Linked DNA regions of Mus musculus: region 2 is linked to region 1. The links are chromatin contacts, called in public Hi-C maps. All regions are on one chromosome and are shown on one strand. The core of a region is the stretch at or near the end of the contact, and the rest is flanking DNA. Distances in the headings are between cores, read along the strand shown.

Evidence for each region. A called contact is a pair of places that touch in the nucleus more often than the background predicts.
Region 2: a contact with region 1 is called in a Hi-C map of cerebellum, with 2.1 times the contacts expected there. The contact joins the promoter of Asph here to the enhancer-like site in region 1. A contact is called at or near these places in 7 of 39 promoter capture datasets (the C10 cell line, hippocampal neurons, liver and 2 more), 2 of 15 datasets of contacts at CTCF or cohesin (CD8 T cells and pro-B cells), 56 of 484 Hi-C or Micro-C datasets (B cells, the Ba/F3 cell line, the C2C12 cell line and 34 more), 11 of 115 datasets of contacts at active chromatin or transcription factors (the 230-238 cell line, CD8 T cells, the HPC-7 cell line and 8 more) and 5 of 9 other capture datasets (adipose tissue, bone marrow-derived macrophages, liver and 2 more).

The regions. Positions count from the first base shown.
Region 1 is chr4:9,593,951-9,597,457 of GRCm38.p6, forward strand. It overlaps Asph (aspartate-beta-hydroxylase), which reads right to left. Exons shown (of 24, transcript NM_023066.3): 11 at 1,427-1,465; 12 at 713-748. Among named protein-coding and RNA genes, the nearest start is that of Asph, 73 kb to the right of the region's middle. Within about 2 kb of position 1,926, at least 43 of the 459 cell types and tissues checked have an H3K27ac peak or open chromatin away from gene starts, as enhancers often do. A contact at or near this core is called in astrocytes, cerebellum, cerebral cortex and 2 more, where this site is marked.
Region 2 is chr4:9,667,334-9,670,840 of GRCm38.p6, forward strand. Asph (aspartate-beta-hydroxylase) reads right to left here and starts at 1,829. Exons shown (of 24, transcript NM_023066.3): 1 at 1,448-1,829. The coding sequence starts at 1,577.

The DNA.
Region 1 (3,507 bases), core at 676-3,175:
ACAGAAACAACCCAAGTGAAATTCTTCTAACATAATTCTGAAACTATCAGATCTGTTCTACTGAAAAACTGCTACTTCACAAAATCTACTTTTACTTTTCAGAAAATAATCTTTCCTGTCCAACAAAATCTACCAAACAAGCAATAATGCATTCTTTTTCTTCTCAGCATCTCAGTAACATCACAAACCATGCAACTTCCAGCCCATCTCCACCCAGAGTAACCCTTTCTCATCAGGTTGCCTTCTCTGAAGTGGTAGCTTACTCATAAACAAGGGTGGCCTTGCACCCACACCTATGTCTCTCACAGCAGCCTGTTTCCACCACCATCTTTGAACTCTTCCATTATTATGTCTGGCCACTGAATGGCAGCCTCATAGAAAGAGCCCTGTTAGCTTTATCCACCCCAGCACTGCCTGCCCGAGCCCTGGGTAAACATACAGATCAGGACACAGAATTTGAATAAACTGATCTACTTCAATGTAGAATATAAGATTATTTCTAAAATATAACCTACCAGCCAGGCATGGTGGCGCACACCTTTAATCCCATCACTCAGGAGGCAGAGACAGGAGGATATCTGTGAGTGAGACCAGCCTGCTCTTCGAAGCAAGTTCCAGGACAGTCAGGTTTACACAGAGAAACTCTACCTCAAAAACAAACTAACAAACAAACATAAACAATAACAAAAGAAAACAAGACAAAAAACCTTACCTTCTGAGATTATGCTGGAATCATCTATGGTGTTATCTAGGAAAATAAATGAATAAGCCAATCACATTACATTAACTCTTGCTCCACTTAGATCAGTGACTCTCAGCCTCCCCAATGCTATGACCCTTTAATATAGCCCATGTTGCCATGACCCCCAACCACGGAAGTATTTTCATTGCTACTTCTCAACTGTAATTTTGCTACTAGAATGAATTATTTCTGATGGTTTTCAATGACCCCTGTGAAAGGGTCATTTGACACACAAGGGAGTCACAAACCTCAATGACCCCTGTGAAAGGGTTACTTGACACACAAGGGAGTCACAAACTGCAGGTTGAGAACCAATGACTTAGATACCTAAAGTGGCTAATATCCACTCAGAAAGTGTTATCTAGGCTGGATCTCCTTATGGGACACTCCCATAAAGAGTCTTTACTTATTCCACAAAATCCACTTTAATGCTAAATTGTATTCAAAAGTTTAATCTCACTCCTGCTGACATAAAATAAATATTGAATAAATATAAAATGTATAGTTCATTACTGGTTGCAAGTGCTGTGCTGTTTTATGCAAGGGCCTAGAGTATCTTTGGATTTTGATATCTGTTGGCCATCCTAGCAGCAAATTCCTGGCAGAAACCATGTTTGACAACTCCTAAATACTTATTCCTACTCTCTGTTCCACAGCTACGCAGTTACTATAGGAAAAACTCACCTGAAATCGCGACCCCTTCATGCTCTGAGGGTTCATATACTATGAAGTAAATAGAAAACAGAAATCATGCAGCACTGAGTAAAAATAAGGACAGACAGTGTCCTACAGGCTTGCCTTATTTCATTTATAAACATTTTAAGCCTCAGGCTTACTCACTAACAATGTAGATTACAGGGCAGGGACAGGAGTATTTGGCTAAATGCTATAAAACAAGCCATCTGGGCTCACATTTTAGCTAGTGGGTAGCCATGGGAGATGGAAGTTTCATGTTCTCCTTCCCTTACAGGGGCAAGTATAAGTTCCTCCCATAATCACTGTTAGCGAGATCTGCTGATGACTTAACAGGGAGTCTCCTTTCCTGGTTTTCCAGTCTGTGTGCGCTCTCCCCTGCTAATTATCCCAGGATCCCAGTTTTGCCAGGCAGTCTTTAGTTTGCACAGTGATTGGGTTGGAGACAAACACCCCTGCTGGTACCCTCTCAGCAGGAACTGGCTGACAGAACCTTTAATTTACCATGGTAACCAGGGCCCAGGGGACTGGAGTTTCTGTGCTCTGATGCAAAGGCTGGTGTCCCATGGCTCGCTCCCACACCCCCACAGCCCCACACAGAGCGGCAGGAAATCTCCTTAGTCAACTGACCTTCGAAAAAGCTTCCAGTATTTGGTACACCAGAACCAAACCTTCTGGCCCGCCTCCGTGGTAATACATCTTACCAAAATGTATTATAATGCAATGATACATTAACAAAGAACTGTTTTTGAATATTGATGTTAGACATATTCTTTTAGACATTATTCTTGATATTAGAGTACAATCATGTCAGTGAGCCGTTAGCATTAAACACGTACAAATCAACCTCCCTTGGCAGATCCCAGAAGCAAACTGTCACTCCTTTCCTCTCCTCAACCCACACATCTGCCTGAAAAGGAGCCCAGGAGAAGGGCAGGGACAAGCCTTACCCAGGGTACTCCTAAGCTCAGCCTTCCGGGTCTCAGCAGCAGGTCTCTCTCCACCCCCGCCCTGGGTGTGCAGGGCTCCCTTTCCTCGTCCTCAGCCTTCCCCATTGGCCAGTTCTTTTTTCAGTAGGCAACAGAAATGTGCCCTCAGACTCAGGACCTATCCCCAACCCCTGACCCCTGACCCCTGACCTCACCGTCCTCTCCTTACAAGATTCACAGTCTGGCTCCAATTACCTGCTAGTGCCCAGGAGTCCCATGGAGCCCTGGACTCCACTGCAAGCTGAACACCAGCAAATGGCTTCTCTGGTCTCACCTCTTGGGTGGCTCAAAGCACCCCCACTACCAGTTTGTAAGAAACTGGGTCCAAGGTCTCTCTGCCTCCCAGTTTCTCTTTTCTTAGAGGAAAAAAATCTAATATCCATTAAGCCTGCAGGAGTCAGAGTTGCCAGCATCTTGTTCTCCCACTCGCTTTCCACATAAATGCAGCAAACCCTAACAATTTGACCCTCTAGACATTTCTCAGACACCTTCGCCACCCTCCACCTTTGCTGGCAATACCCTGGTTTCCTGGCATAAACTGCCACCATTGCCATCCAATCCGTCCACTGAAACACTCATTAAACTATGAAGAATGCAGACTTGACTTCACATTGCCCTGTGTGGCACCCCAAGATGGAGATAATGTCCTTGACTTCGCCTACACATGGATCAAAGGGTCTTCTTAACTTCATTCCTCTTTCTCCCCAGAGAATCCATAAACAGATGTTACCAAGCACCCTCATCTCCAGGCATTTAATCCACACGCCAGCATGCATCAATTATTAAAGACTTGCCACGCAATGAACTGGCTCTCACAAGCACCTGTCAAAGTAGCAGAAGGCTGCACTGGAATGATTGCCTGACTTCCTCTTCCTGCTATATTATAGAGTCCATAAGGACGCCAAACACATGGCCCTTCATTGCAGCTACAGCAGCCATTTGTCCTGGACACAGATAGATAACATAAACACCTCAGTGGGATAACAAAGCTGTGCCATCACTTCCTGGGGTGTGCCCTGTAGGCTTGATGCTTTGAGGACCTCTGGGAGGTAAAAAGGCGGCTCTTGTTCTGCCAGACCACGT
Region 2 (3,507 bases), core at 579-3,078, 73 kb after region 1:
GAAAGTCTAGGATGTAGCTCAGCGGCTAAAGCACTTCCCCAGCACACACAAAGCTCCCAGGACAGCAGCAGACGCATTTCACCAGGCAATCGCTACAGAACACATTAAAATCTTGCTCATTAGCTTTCTCCTCAACATTCAGTAGGCTCTTCTCATTCACATACTTCAAATCTATGCTCCAACCACAAAGCAATGGCGCTGCCGATGTCAGATTAGCTGACTTAGGAGCCAGAGAGCCTGAATGTCATTTTTACCGGTATTGAGGTGAATTAATTACTACAGTGGCCTTGGACCTCAAACTGTGTACATAGAGTCCTTTCCATTAAGAATACAAACAGCTCTCAGAATGTTAATGTGTACAATGGATTTAACTGCCTAACTTTCCCCATTTACATTTATTCATTCATTTTCTAATCAAATATTTATTGCACAGCTATTAAGGAAACGAACTATTCTAGTTGATAATGGGGAATAGAAGAGAGTGAAACAAAGACAATACATGAAGACAGAATATACATGAAGACAGCAAGTGCTATGAAGAAAAACCATAGTTGGCTCATCTATCGTCCTGACATATACTAATAAAACCATAATCATCCAATCTATATATGACATATAATAATGAGCTGCCCATAGACCAAAGCATAGAATCTAAATCATTTCCAGTGATATTGAGAGCTCACATTCAATACACATGTGTGTTCCAGTTCCAATATTCTAAATATGAGTCAAAGGAAATATAAGAGAAACCGAGAACCGGTGAAATCTGACACGAAACAGATTTAAAACATCTGTTCTCCACTCTGCTGGCTAAGCACATGGAGAAGAAAGGTGAATAACCAGTAGGGTTTTTTGTTTGTGGGTTTTGGGTTTTTTGTTTGGTTGGGTTTTTTTTTTGGGGGGGGGGGGGTTATGATTTTATTTTATTTTATTGAGAAAAGAAAAAGGAGGCACAGAGAAAATCCCTATAGTACTTTATGATGTCCCTTTGTATTTTAAAAGGCAAACGCAATACATATTAAGAAAACTAAACAAAACTCCTTAAAATAATTTGCAAGAACGAAGCATCAAGTCTCATCCCGGCCCTTGAATACACTCCTCCAAGCCGCTCCTCAACGCTGCTGGCCAGGCTGAAACTTACTTTCTCTGACTTTGGCTCAGGGTCAAGCGCCCCGAAAACTGCAAAAAGATAAAGGGCCCTCTACACCCAGCTTCCATCAGGAAAGGCAAGAAAGGGCCGGCCAATGCTCGGGCAGGCTGGTGCTAGGGGTCCCCCTCCGGCCGACTCTGCTCCTCCGCCTCCCCGCCCGGTGAGCGCGGCCTCGCCCCGCGCACACAGGAGCCTCGCTAAGGATGGAGAGGAGCGGCGGACGTAGGATCAGACCAGACCTGCAGCGCCCACCCGGCTCCCGCCCGCAGCCAGGGCCTGGCCTGCGGGGACTCTGACCTCTCCGAGCCCCGGGGCTACTGCTGCTACCGCTGCTACCCGTGCTCGGGCTACCGCTGCCCGAGCCGCTGCCGCTGCCGCTGCTGCTGCTGTTGCCGCCGCCGCCCTTGGCGTTCTTGCGCGGGGCCATCGCGAGCTGCTCCGGGGACTGCAGAGAACCGGGGCCTTGCTGAGTGCACTAGGGACACCGGGGCTTCGAGACTCCTGTAGCAGCGCCTTAGCGTCCACTGCGCTCGCTGCGCCTCGGACGACTTGCACCAGCGTGCAGCCGCGCGGTTAGCCTCGCGTGCGCCCAGCCTGCGACTCCTTAGGCTGCCAAGAGCGCTCAGCTCCCCCCGGCCTCGGCCCCGCCCACGCCAGCCTCTGCCCACCCACCAGATCTGAAAGACGCCAACACGAGCCAATCCCGAGGACCGCTGGCAGGGGGCGGGGCAGGCTACGCGCGCCTGCCCTCCTCAGGCCAAAGCTTGTCTTTTGCTGCGCAGTGACTGCAAAGCCCCAGCGGCTTGTGGCTTTCTAGTCTGCCTGGATCCTCTGGAACGTGGCAAACGTGGAAGCCGGCAGGACTCTCGCGAGCGTTGGTGTTCTGGCTCCAACGGGATGGGGCGGGTATGAGGGCGGTGCCCGAGAGCTGCGCACCACCTCTTGGCTTCTTGGGAATTTGGTTCCGGTGCCTAAGTACGACCAAGGGTGCAAGCCCTCTCTTTGAAAAGGATTTGCCACAGTTCCGCCAGTACACTGTGATTGTTGAGCCTTCCAGTGTCAAAAATAAGGATTTGTGCCATCAGTAGTTTTGGAGAACCTTTAGTTAAGACATTAAAATGTTAACATGACTCAAAAACCCTATTTTCTTAACCATGCACAACACTCTCATCACACTAATACCTAGAATTTCTTCATGTCCCCAGCCATTGATCTCCTATGCTTATGCAGTGTACTGCGTCGGGATTGAGAACTGAATATTCAAAAGAAAAATGGCAACAGCTGGATGAACCAGCCAAGGTCCAGCAGAGACCATGATCATTTGTTACCAATTGCCCACATGGTGTCTGTGGGTAACAAAAAAACATGAAGTATGTGGTGATTTAATACATTGCTGTCAATGTCGAGATCTTCCAGGAGTTCTTGGAAGCAGCCCCTTGTAGAAGACCCAGAGTGAGCCACTGCTGTGGGACGACCCCTTCTGAGACTGCAGTTTCCTCAACCACCACTGACCATCATTAGGGTCCACTGGCCTCTGCCTTGTCAGCTGTGAATACTGGGTACCGCCCGGGGAAAAAAGTGGAACCCAAGAGCCTCACAGAACAGGGAAAAAGAGGGCATCGTTTTCACACAGCCATGAAGGTGGGTGCTGCCGTCCATTCTTACTGCATTTCTTTATCTCTGAGCCTCCTCGGCACCCAGGAGTCCTCTCTTTTGAACACAACTTCTTGCCCACAAAGGACATTCTTTCAGCAGGAAACAATGATGGGAATGGGGGGAGGCAGAGAGGCAAATCTGATCCATATCACTTAATGGAAGGTGCTGATATCTAAACTACAATAGATAAATAACTCTCCATCCCCAAGATAAAAAATTTTAATTACTCACAAAACACTATTATAGAGTTGATGCTTTAAAGGTTCAATCTTAACTAGCTTCCACAAATGTTTTAATCCCTTGTGCTGGCTGATTTTGTGTGTCAACGTGGCACAAGCTGGAGTCATCACAGAGAAAGGAGCTTCAGTTGGGGAAGTTCCTCCATGAGATCCAGCTGTAAGGCATTTTCTCAGTTAGTGATCAAGAGGGAAGGGCCCAGCCCATTGTGGGTGGTGGCATCTCTGGGCTGGTAGTCTTGGTTCTATAAGAGAGCAAGTTGAGCAAGCCAGGGGAAACAAGCCAGTAAGTAACATCCCTCCATGGCCTCTGCATCAGCTCCTGCTTTCTGACCTGCTTGAGTTCCAGTCCTGACTTCCTTTGGTGAGGAACCAGCAGTGTGAAAGTCTAAGCTGCATAAATCCTTCCTCCCCCCACCCCCAACTTGTTTCTTGGGCATGAGGTTTTGTGCAGAAATAGAAACC